Regions from separate parts of the Sus scrofa genome. Here region 1 is linked to region 2. A link is a contact called in public HiChIP or PLAC-seq data. All regions are on one chromosome and are shown on one strand. The core of a region is the stretch at or near the end of the contact, and the rest is flanking DNA. Distances in the headings are between cores, read along the strand shown.

What was found. HiChIP or PLAC-seq counts read pairs in DNA pulled down with a chosen protein or histone mark.
Region 1: a contact with region 2 is called in an H3K27ac HiChIP or PLAC-seq map of alveolar macrophages. The contact joins two enhancer-like sites. A contact is called at or near these places in 1 of 47 Hi-C or Micro-C datasets (subcutaneous adipose tissue) and 1 of 2 datasets of contacts at active chromatin or transcription factors (alveolar macrophages).

The regions. Positions count from the first base shown.
Region 1 is chr7:11,505,292-11,511,756 of Sscrofa11.1, reverse strand. JARID2 (protein Jumonji) reads right to left here. Exons shown (of 19, transcript XM_021100205.1): 4 at 740-881. Among named protein-coding and RNA genes, the nearest start is that of JARID2, 150 kb to the right of the region's middle. Within about 2 kb of position 2,151, at least 3 of the 83 cell types and tissues checked have an H3K27ac peak or open chromatin away from gene starts, as enhancers often do. A contact at or near this core is called in alveolar macrophages, where this site is marked.
Region 2 is chr7:10,926,892-10,933,636 of Sscrofa11.1, reverse strand. All of the region lies in intron 2 of LOC110261780 (a long non-coding RNA gene), which reads left to right. LOC102163473 (a long non-coding RNA gene) reads right to left here. Exons shown (of 2, transcript XR_002346316.1): 2 at 2,680-6,519. Among named protein-coding and RNA genes, the nearest start is that of MIR9807, 170 kb to the right of the region's middle. Within about 2 kb of position 2,171, at least 12 of the 83 cell types and tissues checked have an H3K27ac peak or open chromatin away from gene starts, as enhancers often do. A contact at or near this core is called in alveolar macrophages, where this site is marked.

The DNA of each region.
Region 1 (6,465 bases), core at 902-3,401, 580 kb before region 2:
CACAACACATGAGACATGAAATAAGGCAGCTAACTAGCACAGGGGTTTTTTAAAATGCCCAATTAAAGTGTTGTTACTGTCAGTGTCTGACCATGAAGCCACAACTCTTACCAAACTACCATAGCCGACCTGATGAAACTAACTTACACTTATTTAGGAAAATCATTTAAAACAAAACAAAACAAACAAAAAAAAAAACCTTGCTGGGAAATTAAAGGTTTTAAGGACTGATTCCACACCTACTAACTTGGTTAAATACCAAGTGGATTTTGCTTTGAGACAAGGGGAAATTCTTTTTTTTTCCCAGAAAGACCACATTTATTAAAATCTTCAAATTTTTAGAAATATCTCTTTAGAAATGGCGAGGTACAATCTAATACATTCAAGAATAGAACTGATGAGAATCAATTAAAATGAACAGTGAAGATAGGAATTACAAGTTGGCACCCCTTTGGCCAATTTTTATAGCAGGAATATATTGTTTGGCTCATAAGTTGTGGGTTTTTATTTTTTTATTTCTTTTTTTTTTTTTGGTTTATTCATCTTTAATTAGTGGGTAATATTTAGAAACCAGGATGTCTAATATAAAAATCCAGAATTCTGGCTCCTCTTTGGAAAAAAAAAAAAAAAACAGGAGATTGGGTGAGTGGGTCCAAGTTTGTTCCCACATGGCCCAAACTAGCACCTAGTTTGAAGTCCCTGGTTTAAGGCACCAGTATTTTCAGCCTTGGGTACTAACCTTTTCCTCGACGGCCCTTCTTCAAAATCTGAAGAACTAACATCGTTGCTAGTCGAGGACACTTGGGATGCATCGTCCTTCTCATTCTCTGACTGTTCTGATGCTGGTCCTAATCCCTTAGACTGGCCATTACCAAGGAGCCCTACAGGTGAAAAAAGGGGACAAACACTTAAACACATGACATCAGGAAGCAGCACTTTATGACAGTTAACCCTACACAGTGGCTGATGAGGGCACACAAGAGTCTGGAGAGAAGAGAATTAGAAGGTGCGTGTCCCTTGAGAATGGAGAAGAGTAAGCCGCGCTGCACCCTACTTTGGACCTTGCACCAGGGTGAAATAAATGCCTCCCAAAAAAGTAACTTCAACAGTGAGAAATTCAAGCAGAAATTTGTAATTGCAAAAATACACTATAGGGTTCTTTCGGAAGCACAACACATCTTTCAAGGCTGGGTTAGGAAGGAAGAAGTGTACCTCATGGATTAGCCATTCAAACTAGTTATGCTTCCGGGGCTAAATATGTACTTGAGAAACACTGAAACCCTTCTCAGAACTGCTTTCAGGAACAGGTACCTGCCACCCAAGAAAAAGGCTCGTTACTATGTTCGCATTCTGTCAGTTCTTAACTAGACATCTGACTACAACTTTCTTTTCATAGCCATCTATTAGATCACAGAGGCCCGTATTTGAACCCGATCGTCTCAAAGAGTGAGGATGTTCCAGGACTGAAGACACGGCACCAGGCAGAAGAGGGAATCTCAGGGCCCCAGAATGTGCTCCCAGTACCCCAAGCAGAGAAAGGGCTATGCCAAGTGACACGGAAATAGCTTAGCAGTCAGGCCACACCAATGAGTGACAGCTGAAATAAAGCTCGGTCCTCCAGCACTCAGGTGTCCTTGCATCTAGGGATCCAAACATGATTTAGGGTCTATCAATGAGAGGCGTGCACCAGCACAAGTGTCCACAGCAACCGGCCCCTCGTTCCACTGTCTACTCAGCACCTCTGGGCATCAGTAGAAATGCTAGCACAGTGTCTGCATTTTCACTGTGAAGCCTAAAGGGCAGGGTGATCCCCTGCTTTCTGTCTCCCAACCCTTCTGGCAAGGCTGTTTGCACTTCTGTCCCTATACTAAATCCCTCTTTGGCTGAAGCCATTCACAAGTGGCTTCTGTTAGTTGCACACTAACAGAACAAACACTATACAAAACAAAGTCTTTTACATACTGGGGAAGATTTTCTGAAAGAACATGCCACAAAATGCAGCCAAACCCCGGGACTTAACCTGTTTATGCATGCACTTCCCCAGTTATCTATTTTTACATCATTTTAGAGGATGAGTAATAACGAAGGTTGGAAACCTAATACAATGAAGTAAATAAAACCCCATGGCTGTCACTTAAGACTTGTGGCTTTGGGAGTCATGACTACAATATGTAAATGAAAACACAGACAACTTCCCAAAGAAAAGAGAAAATGCAGGGAGTGTGCACTGAGAGGGAAACAGGAGACGTAATTGTAGGGAAATCTTTGCATCTAAGGGTTGAAGTGTGGCCAACATTTCAAAGATGAGAGCAGTGCTACTATCCATTACGGCGGCCACCAGTCACATGAAGCTATTGGGCATGTGAAATATGGCCAGCGTGGCTAAGAAAATCAATTATTTTTACTTAACATTACTGAAAACTGACTCTAACATTTTTTAATAATTTTATAGTAATTCCTGAGACGTTTTAAATACATCATTAGGTTGAGTCAAATACATTTAAATTAGCTTATCCACTTGTTTTAGATTTTTTTTTTTAATGCAGCTCTAGAAAAGGGTCGCAACATATGTGGTTGAAATAAAGTCTCTTCCTCTTTCTTCTGGCTGCCCCACAGCATACATAGTTCCTAGGCTAGAGATCAGATCCGAGACACAGTTGCGACCTACACCACAGCTGCAGCAATGCCAGATATCCTTTAACCCACTGTGCGGAGCTGGGGAATCAAACCCGCGTCCTAGCTGTGCAGAGACATTGCCAATCCAGTTGAGCCACAGGAGGAACTCCATAAAGTACCGATAAGCCCTCGATTAGAGCACTGTTGTAAAGGGGGAGTTGGCGGTGGGGGGAGCACAGTGGTCCACCCCAAGAGCAGGATGATACAGAACATAACATATTAACCAAAGATTAGAAACATAATCTAAGTCACAGAGTAAAAAGAGGACCTGATGGGTGAATCAGCACACTTGAAAAGGATGGTAAATTCAAAATATAGAAATTCTAGTTACGGAACCATACATAAAATTAATTTTGAAGGGGGATTTCTCTCTAAAATAGAAATGTACTCTTGGTTGATTTCAAATTTTTCAATAGCACCTAAGTACTTCAAGGAGAATAAAGCAGGAAAGAAGCAAGGAAAATATAACTTCATTTTCTTAACACCTACCAGGTGCCCAGGCACTGGAGATCCAGACATAATCCAACAAAACCTACATTCTAGGAGTGATGGAGATACACCTGGGTGTGTCAGTCAGCAGTATAGACGAAGAAGGAACTCTGTGCTTGAAGAGCAAGTGTCAGGGCAGGACAGTGATTACAAATCCCTGGAGCAAACCTGCAATAGCAAAACCTGGAGAGCAAAGCTGGTGTCTGCAATACACCCAACACCACCAAAACCGTCGTGGTGCTGGGGGCAATGCAGAAAGAAGGGGGGAAGAAGAGTCGGTTGTGTGGACGCTGTATTTGGATCGGGAAGGAAACAAGGAAGGACGAGGCGCAGCTAGAGGAATTCGGGGAAGAAGGGCCTGCTGAACCCTTAGCTACAAGATCCTGACCATCTGCTGAGGGAGAAGCAGCTAATGACTGCGCGAGAGAGTGAGCAAAGCAATGATTTAGCAGAGGGACGTTAAGCTAGTCAATGACAGCTCCATTCTTATCCTTCCAAGAGAACCTCGGTAGGCTGTAAAGCAGGGGGACTCTCAACCCCGAGCATGAACCACAATCACCAGGTGGGCACCCGGGCCTCTGGGCCTCACTCCCAGTGTGTCCCTCTTTTAACAAAGCTCCAGACGATGCAGATGCTGCTTTGGCTGCTCTGGGGACCACACGGAGATCCACAATTATGGGGGGGGAGAAGCAAGGTTCAAGCCAGTAGGAAACCTAGTTGCCCTGAGACACCATACAGCTCTGGCAATTACGTCTGCACAATCTGCCGTGTAACACCAGCCGCAGTAAGGCTCCCAAACCCAAGGTTCTGCGGGGCCTTATTCCAGCCTGTCTCATTCCTTCTGTGAAGGGAACCAACTGCTTACAAAACTGATCACAAAGCAACCAGAGTCTGCCAATGACAAACCTAGTTAAAAAGTAACACATGATGGAGGGAAAAAGCATTCCCATCTAAGAGGTATCAGTGCAAAACAAGGATATGTCTCTCTTCCCAAAAAAAGACAAAAAGAAGAAAACATCAACTACCCAAGCACAAAGTCAGGGAAACTGGATGATGAAGTTCTACATGAAAAGGGGGAATTTTAATTGACAGGCGTCAGGCGAAATGGATGAGTATGAATGCTCTGAAAGACTAAGGCCTGACTGAGCTCCAGTGAAGGACTCAGGGTGAGTCCACTGTCCCAGGCCTTCATCAGACCCGTTGTCTTCACAGGACACCGAAGTCGCACGCATTCCAAGGATCAGCAATGTCTGGTTGCCTGAACTGGGAGAGACACGGGTTGTCTTCACTTTCCAGATCAGGAAAACGGGGCCCCCACAGAGGGGGCTGGGGGCCTGTTCTGCAGACTGAAGGACCTCAGCTTTCCCAAGCCTTTCTAGGGGGGCGGGACCAACGTGTTCTGCCCCATGATTGACGTTTTCAATTAGAGTCCGCCCACCCTGGACATCGGCCCAGAGAAAACGCCCGTTTATTTCCAGTTAGACAGTCCCCATGGTTGGATAAACCTGGGCTTTTACATCTTTGCACACTCCCCCCCACCCCGCCCCTTGTTCACACCCCCGGAGTACCGCCTAACCCCTTTCATTCGGAATATTTTCATCCAACTCGCATCGCCTGCCCGGTCCAGAAAAGCCAGGTCAGCAAGACGGAACACATCGCCACAGGGCAGAAGAGCCATCGCTGAGACATCAGACAAGCCAACGCGTGCTGCCTTTTCCCCAATCAAACAAAGCCCTGCCACCTATTTTCAAAATTATTTTTAGTCAACAAGAAATAATGAAATGGCATCCCCTCCTTCAAACACACAAACTGGCTTTCTTTTTCCAAACCCCTCCCCCAAGCAACACAAACCTTTGTCAGGGAGAGGAGGAGGTGAGAGAGGAGGCGGAATGGCCCAAAGACGTCTCTGACCGAGGCGGTCGGGCCCCTCTATTAATATTCAGCAGGCTGAACTTAAATTAAACCATGTCTATTGTCTTTCACAAAAGCAATAAATAGGAGCTGAAAATTCCAAATCACTGCGGTAAAGGCAGCCTGGGCACAGCACCATCAGCTGACAGGAGCAGCGTGTCACAGGCCACCACAAGGGCAGTGCCCCTGCTCGCAAGCTGAGAACCCAACGAAACCAAAGGCAGGAGCTTTTCATCCCATTTCCCAAAGGCAATACACCCGAACTGGTTCTTTCTAAGCCTGGAACAGCAGCAGCAAGAGGAAGAAGAATTCCTGCTCAGAGGCTGGAGACGGGAGTGCATGAACTTCTCCCTCCCGCCACATAAAGGGGCTGGGGAATCTGAAACACAAATGAGGCCAGAGATTCCTTCAGCTAAGCAATTGATTTCAGGTTTCAGGACACAGATGTATATACAGAGAAGGAAATTATTTCCTAACATCTGAAAAGAGGGACTAGAGTGGGCAGTGTTTATAATTTTATGATGTTTTAGAGACACAAAGAAGTTTCGCCAGGCCTCCCGTGAGCTATATGCACACGATGGAAGACAAAACCAAAGGAAAATCTAATGCCTCTATTTCACAAAAGCAATGCCTAAAGAAGGGTTAAAGGGAAAGAAAAACAAGGAGACCTTTGAAGCTGTTCCCGAGCTTCCAAAACATCTGGAGCACACCAAACGCATTAGCATATTAGGGAGAGTCAATGTATTTGGCTTTGTTGCAGCAAAGATGCACAAAAGGTAATTCTGTATTATAGAGCCAATGCCCGTCTGTCACCCTGTCACTGTGAGACAAGGTATCACATTACATATTAAACAGTCAAGCATCCAAAGAGAGCTTTCATTTTCAGCAGCAGAGTGAGCGCCTGCATGTGTGTGCTGGGGGATGGGGGTGCTCGCTGCATTTGAGTTTCAAGAGATTATGAAAAAGCAGCCCCTTGGTTGAGGTAGGAGCCTCTCTGAGGTATTCAGAATGCCTAGTTTGCTGCCATTACTAGTCAAAAAGAAAGCCCTTTTTTCACTCAAATTTTGAAAGAAAAATTGGATTATTTGCTCTTTGCATGTGGATGCCAGAGGAAAAATCTGGCTCAGGCCAGCTTCACGGGGTCAACATGAATATGTAGTTTAAACCCAATTGTACATACTTGGGTCAGCAGCTGAGCTTTTGGATCGATCACAGGGTTCCAGGGAAGGCAGTGAGCAGCAGAAGCAACTGCTAACCTGAGCCCAGGCTGCCTCATGGACGCCCCTCCACCTCAAAACGTGGAGGTGGCTGAGAACAAACAACAGTCGTGAGGCATGATGTCACTGCCACACTCCTGGTCATCGAAGCACAAATGAGCTTGGTTTAATA
Region 2 (6,745 bases), core at 922-3,421:
CCGTGCCTTTGCATGTTGCTGTCCTTTCTGCCCGGGACACTTTTCTTTCCGAGCTGGTGCTGGCACGCTCCCCCCTGCGGCCCAGACCTCCTCGCTCAGGGGAAGCCTCCTGTGGTGGGTGCTGGTGGAGGCCCTGCCCGCTGGGTCCCCCTTCAGGTCCAAGGTGTCCAGCCCCCAGCATCGTGCAGTTGCCTGCTGGTGGCTCACAGAAAATCCCCGCCCCTGCTGTTGTCCGTAGCTTGAGGTCTTGCCGCTCCCCTGGGACAGCCCACATCTAGTGAGTGGTCGGAGCTCCAGGCCTGGCCTCAGTTAGTGACTGCCCTGAAAGGCCAGTTGAGGGCTCCCTGAGAGGTTGGCCAAGGCCACTTTGGCAACTGCATCACCTGAAACTTCTTCCTCCGCCCAGTCCTGCCAGGGGGCCTCTCCAGGAAGGTGTGTCCACACCAGTCTGTCTTTGGGACCCCCTCCTTGGCCCCTTCCTGCACTCCCAAGATTAGATTAGAGCCTGGTCCTCCAGGGCCTTGAATGCCCTTTGTTTGTGTCTCCCATTGTATGGCTCTTTTTTTTTTTTTTGTCTGCACCCGTGGCAGGTGCAAGTTTCTAGGCCAGGGTTCAAACCCGCACCACAGCAGTGACCAGAGCCACAGCAGTGACAGTGCTGGGTCCTTAGCCGACTGAGCCACCAGGGAGCTCCAGAACATGGTTCTAGTGCCTCCCCTACCTGCCCCCACCTCCCCGCGGATAACAGGGAGTGCCTCCTTTCTCCTGTGTCTGCAGCACCTGCTGCAGCACCTGCCTCCTAGTTTGTGATGCATGAATGCATGTGAAAGGGGAGCAGAACAGAGAGAGAATAACAGGTCAGGAAATGAAGGAGTCCCTCATTGACAAAATGAAATAATTCGGGTCCTTCCACACCTTCCACTTGAAGTTACATTTCTATGGACCCTTCTGTGTATCTGCCAACACACCAAACTCTGACTTTAAGGTCCCAGGGAGGCCCCTCAGGGGCACCTCAGAAAATTCCAGTCAGGAGTTGGAAGAATGCTGCACTCTATTTTTTCCTCTTGTCTTGTATTTGCAAGACTAGCCCTTCTTTCTTCTCGCCTTCAACTCTCCTTTCTGTTTTTCCCACCACTTCCCAAACTGGGTCTACGGCCAATTTGTCATCGTGGGAGTTGCAAAGGAGTCATGACAAAGGGCTGACCTGACCATGCGATTCTTCTTCAGGAAACTGCAGAGGGGAAGGTTGGGTGCCTTTTCAAATTCATATCATCCCCTGAAGAATGACTTTGGGGTAGGGGTGTTCTGATTCCTTATTCCTAAGGAAGGATTTAGGTAGATGTTCCCTGAGGGGAGAAGGGAACCTCTCTCAGATTCCACTATTATCTGTGTTCGTAATCCCAAGTGGGGGCGATTAGGTCCCAGGCTCTGTATCCAGTTCATGTGGGAAACACCCAGCTCTTAATCTTAATAGATCCAGGAAAGCCCCCACCCCCTCTTCTATTTCTCTGTCACAGGGTCCCCTCTTGGCTGGATTCTCTAGTGCTGGAAAAGTTCTGAGTCGCGACAGAAGGCTGCTCCGTATTTATTCCGTATTTCAAGAACAGCCTTGCTCTTCTCTTACTATGGGACCGCCTCATTGCCTCTGGGAAGTGGAGCTGAGTTATCAGTGACCCTTCCCAGGTCCCGAAAGCCATGATTCCCAGTGCCCGGCGAGTCCGTTGAGGACGCACGGCTCCCTTCCTCCTCCCTCGCTCTCTCTGTGCGTGTGGGAATCCGCTGGAGAAAGTGAGCATCCTCTGCTCCTTCAGGCCTTAAGCTTTGGGGGCCGCTCCCCATGTGGCAGAGTCGCCTATCTTCCACCGCTGCCTGGCACTGGCTGGGTGACAGTGGGACGTACTAACAAGCCGCAGACCAGAAGTCATAGTCTCTAACCAAGCCTTTGTCAGTTTGAGAGCAATGGTGATGCTTTAACCTCCGTTGTATCCTGCGCCTCCTCATTGATCCAGATCATGGGCAGGAAGGAGGGGCCCTATTGACTGGGTTCCCCAGAACCCCAGCCTCAGAGAGGCTCCTCTGCTTGGCCGTCCACACTTGCCGGGTGGGGTTAAAGCTCTGCTCTTGATGGGCCGAGATTTGGAAGGGGACCCTGTGACCTTGACTAAGAGACCAGCTGGCCGAGCTTGTCCCGTCTGCAGTCTGAGTGACTCAGGGAAGGTCTTGACTCACTTGGGGCTTCCCCATAAATCACCCCCCGTTAAGTGACAGTGTAGTCATGGAACAAACAAGGTCCCTGCCAGGGCTCCTTCCTGTTCCCACAGACGTCCCGTTGAAGTACCCGCGTGGGCGAGGGGACGTGCTCCCCGGAATCCCTCCCTTCTGCGGGCTGGAATCCAGTGCGTGTCGGGTCTCCCAGGCCAGAGTAATCCCTCTTCTCCAGACTTCCACGCTCATTGTCTAGACGTGCATTTGAGACTTAGGAGTCCTGACTGACTGAATTGCTTGCTCAGTTGTGGTCATCGTTCTTGGGGCATTTTATCTCAAAGCCCAACCTTCTTCAAGTTTATGAAGCAGAAGGGCCACGTCGTACACCTCCTTGTATTTCCCCCTCCCTGCCAAGAGCCTCACATGGATTTATTTGCATTTGGCAGTGTGGAGATAAATGAAGTGCAAGCAAATGAGAACGAGCAAAGGTTATTTATTCAGAACTTCCTTGAGCAAGGGCGTCCGCCACTGTCACTTAGGTTCTGGCAGAGACTCAGAGGCAGGCCGAAGAGGGGGAGGATTTATAGTGGAAAAGGGGACATCTTCAGGAGTGTCTCCACTGGACACTATTGCCACTGCGAAGCTGGAGGCAGGCCAGCTAGAAGCAAGGCGTCCCCTGCGATGGGGGAGGAGTGTGTATTTGACTTTCTCTGGTTTGTCTGAAGACGGAAGTGGGGACAAAAATTAGGAAAGCTCTCCGTTATTGAGTTCTGGCCATTTGGGGCCAGTTGTTACAGGGGTTATTATTTGACTTCTGGATTGTTGCTGCTGATAGTAGTCTGACTTTCTGTGAGCCTGATTTAGAGTAGGCTGCCTTCCTGGGCTGGTTACTGTAGATGATGGATGGTTCTCTGGGCTGCTCACTGCAGCGTGTAGGTCAGAACTCTATTTTTATTATATATGATCTGGCCAATGTTCCTTTGTATATTCAGGCTCTCAGTAGACATCAATAAATGGTGGTTGACATGAGGACGCAAGTTCGATCCCTGGCTTTGCTCAGTGGGTTAAGGATCTGGCATTGCCATGAGCTGTGGTATAGTTTACAGACATGGCTTGGATCTGGCGTTGCTGTGGTTGTGGCATAGGCTGGCAGCTACAGCTCCGATTTGACCCCTAGTCTGGGAACTTCCATATGCCATGGGTGCGGCCTTAAAAAAGACCAAAAAAAAAAAAAAAATGTTTTTGGTTGATTAATTCATAGCTCTATGGTTGGAGCTTTGAATTTCCAAATTGATATCCTTTCTCTTTCCTGTTGCTGCTTGGCTAGACAGTTTATTGAGCAAACATCTTCCCTTTAATTTTTGGATCAAGACCTCAGAAATAGCACAAGGGAGAAGGAGATTTACCCTGTTTTCCTCCCTTTTTTATTCATCACTTTGGAGTCTAAAACACCAATCAAGAATGGTCTCCATGGAGTTCCCGTCGTGGCTCAGTGGTTAGTGAATCCGACTAGGAACCATGAGGTTGCAGGTTGGATCCCTGGCCTTGCTCAGTGGGTTAAGGATCCAGTGTTGCCGTGAGCTGTGGTGTAGGTTGCAGACGCAGCTCGGATCCTGCGTTGCTGTGGCTGTGGCGTAGGCTGGCGGCTGCAGCTCCGATTAGACCCTAGCCTGGGAACCTTCATATGCTGTGGGAGTAGCCCTAGAAAAGGCAAAAAGACAAAAAAGAAGAAGAAATGGTCTCCAGTGTTTCTGACTAGAAATTACTGTAGTTCAAGTCCATCTTCGTATGATGCAGACACGAAGGCCTGCAGATGTGTTCGAGGTCATGATGGTGGGTGATAAGCCAAGATTACAGAAGAGGTTCCCACCGAAAAACACATAGATTTGTCTCCAGCGTGGACCTAATGGGTTTTTGTGCAACATGTTGGCACAAGAGAATGGGAGACCAATGAAAGTCTTGTATGGTTTTTGAACATTGGAAAAAAGCCAAGATCCGAAAAGTGGAGACCTTTAGAAGAGCGTTGCTTTGGAAGCCATGGAGCAGAAACACGTGTGGAGGGAAGCGTGTTGTCGTCAGCACAATGGGTGATGGGCTGTTTGGTTTCCTATGGCTGCCGTGTAACAGCGTACAACAGAATGGGTTCACTCAACGACAGAGTTATTTCCTCAGTTGGGCGGCTGGAGATCTGCAATCAAGGTGTCAGCAGGGCCACACTCCTTCCGAAGCCTGTAGTGAGACTCCCTCCTTGCCTCTCCAGGGTCTCAGAATTGCTGGCAATCCTTGAAATTCCCTGCTTTATAGCACCCTCTGTTCCAGCATCACATGACGTTCTTCCTGTATATCTCTGTTTCTGTGCCCAGATCCAGTCTCTTCTTTTAAGGTACTGGCCGCACTGGGTTAAGGGCCCACCCTCGGAGCATGGCCTCATCTTAGCTAAGGACATCTGCAATGCCCCTGTTTCTCATTAAGGTCCCATTCAGAGGTGTTGGGGGCTAGGACTTCAACATATCTTTTTGGGGAGACACAAATCAACCCACAGCCCAGGCCACCGTGCAGCCCTGCGTCCCCTCCATGGAACTCTGTGGTCGTCGTGAGTCGCTGACCTTCCCGTCACTTCCCAGCAGGGCCAGCACATGCTCATGACTAAACAGGGCTGATCCATGAGCCCTGCTGCTGAGCAGCGCCGCAAGCAGGCAGTGATGAATCAGAAATTGTCATTTAAATAAAGCCACCCAGTTTCTCTGTGAATATGTGTCACAGGGTAGTTAGAACCTCATACCCAACCCACTGCTGCACGTTGGTGGCACTGTTCAGTTACACATCTTTTTTGGGGAGCCTCTTACTCACAGTCCCCTCAAGCCTTATTTCTCTGGGGGAGCTGAGGGCGTGTGCTCACCCACCTTCCTTTCATCGCGTAACCTCGCCTGCCTCCAAAGTTCGTGCTGTCCCGAAGCTCTGTGCATCAGCCCAGGCACCCCTGTTAGTCACCTCTTGCCACTTTTCTCTTTTTTCACGCTTTCAGGAAGTAATGTTTTTACTCAGGTAAAAGAGTCATAGGAAGAGTGTTCTGCCTGTTTGATGATTCATTCCTTTGCCGTTTGCTGTTTTTAAAAGTTAGAGGGGAAAACCCTTCTGTTCAGGGCTTTGGTGAATGGGCTTGGTCAGTGACGGTGAGAAAATGCAGTCATAAAACACTTTCAACTTAAAAGCGGAAGTCATCCTGTTTATTGGTCTTTCCGATCCTTCTGAGGGGCAGCATCATAGTTCTCATAGCCCCTGGAATACGTGAGATGGGCTTCCCGGCTTTCAAAAGACCTGCTATCCGTCCATCTGACTTCCTCCATGTTTTGTTGTGAGTGAGTCATGGCAAGATGGGTGCCCTGTCAGGACTCTCCTCACTTCACGCGTGGATCGGTCCTGGTCACAGGCTCAGAGCCTCTCAGAGCTGAGATAGAGCTGGGCTTAGGCAGCTAAATGGGTCCCTCAGAGGGCTTCGGGTGCTGAAAGGGGTTCCCTCCAAGTTCGTATGTTGAAGTCTTAACCCCTGATACCTCAGAACGTATTCGGAGATTGAGTCTTAAAGAGGTCAGCAGGTTAAAATGAAGCCATCTGGGTGGGCCCTAATCCAGTAAGACTGGGGTCCTTACAGAAGAGGAGATGAGGACACAGTGAGGACACAGGGAGACAATGGCCATCCGTGAGCCAAAGGAGGGAGGCCTCGGGAGAAACCAGCTTGTCCACACCTTGATCTCGGACTTCCAGCCTCCAGAGCTGTGAGGCAGCCCACACCTGTCGTCTCAGTTGCCCCGTTTGTAGAACTTTGTTGCAGAAGCCCTAGCAGACTCACACAGAGGGGGACAGGTTTCCGACGTGTAAAGGGAGCCCTTAAAGGTACTGTGTCAGCCATGGAGATCCTGGTCCAGGCCCCAAAGACCTGCCGGCCCAGCCCTCATCCCATTTCTTGACGAGATGTTGTGTTTGTTCTACTTTGTTTACGGATTCAGTTCAGCTGGCATCTCGTTGGCGATGTCAATTCTTTTGCCATCTTCTGCAATACCAAGGGAGAATTTTTCTAAGCTAATTTTTTTTAGCTGCAAAGATGACAAATGCTATCAATGATATCCAGCCAGAGTATATTTTCATCCCTTTTCTTCCCATCAAGATAAGCCAAAAGTATTTGTTGCCAGAAATGGAAAACAGCTTGCTCATCAGCCAGATGATTGCAGTGTTCAAAAGTTCCTCTCATTTGCCATGTGTGTGAAAAGTTAAGAATTGAAAACAGACACGCTTACTCTGCTTAAACTGTGAGCTCTGTGAAGCAAGGAAAAGAGATATTTGGATACTAGAAGAAGAGTGGTGGAGATGGTTTTGATGGGAAAGCGAAAGGGTCTTTTCAGATTGCTCTGAGCTGAGAACGCCCCCCCGCCCCGACCAGTTGATTTAATAGATGTAATAGAGGATAAGGCTCTCCATCAATTAGACGAAAGATGAGCCTCAGGTTACCAACCACCGCAGCTACCTTTGTGTTCTAGAAGAA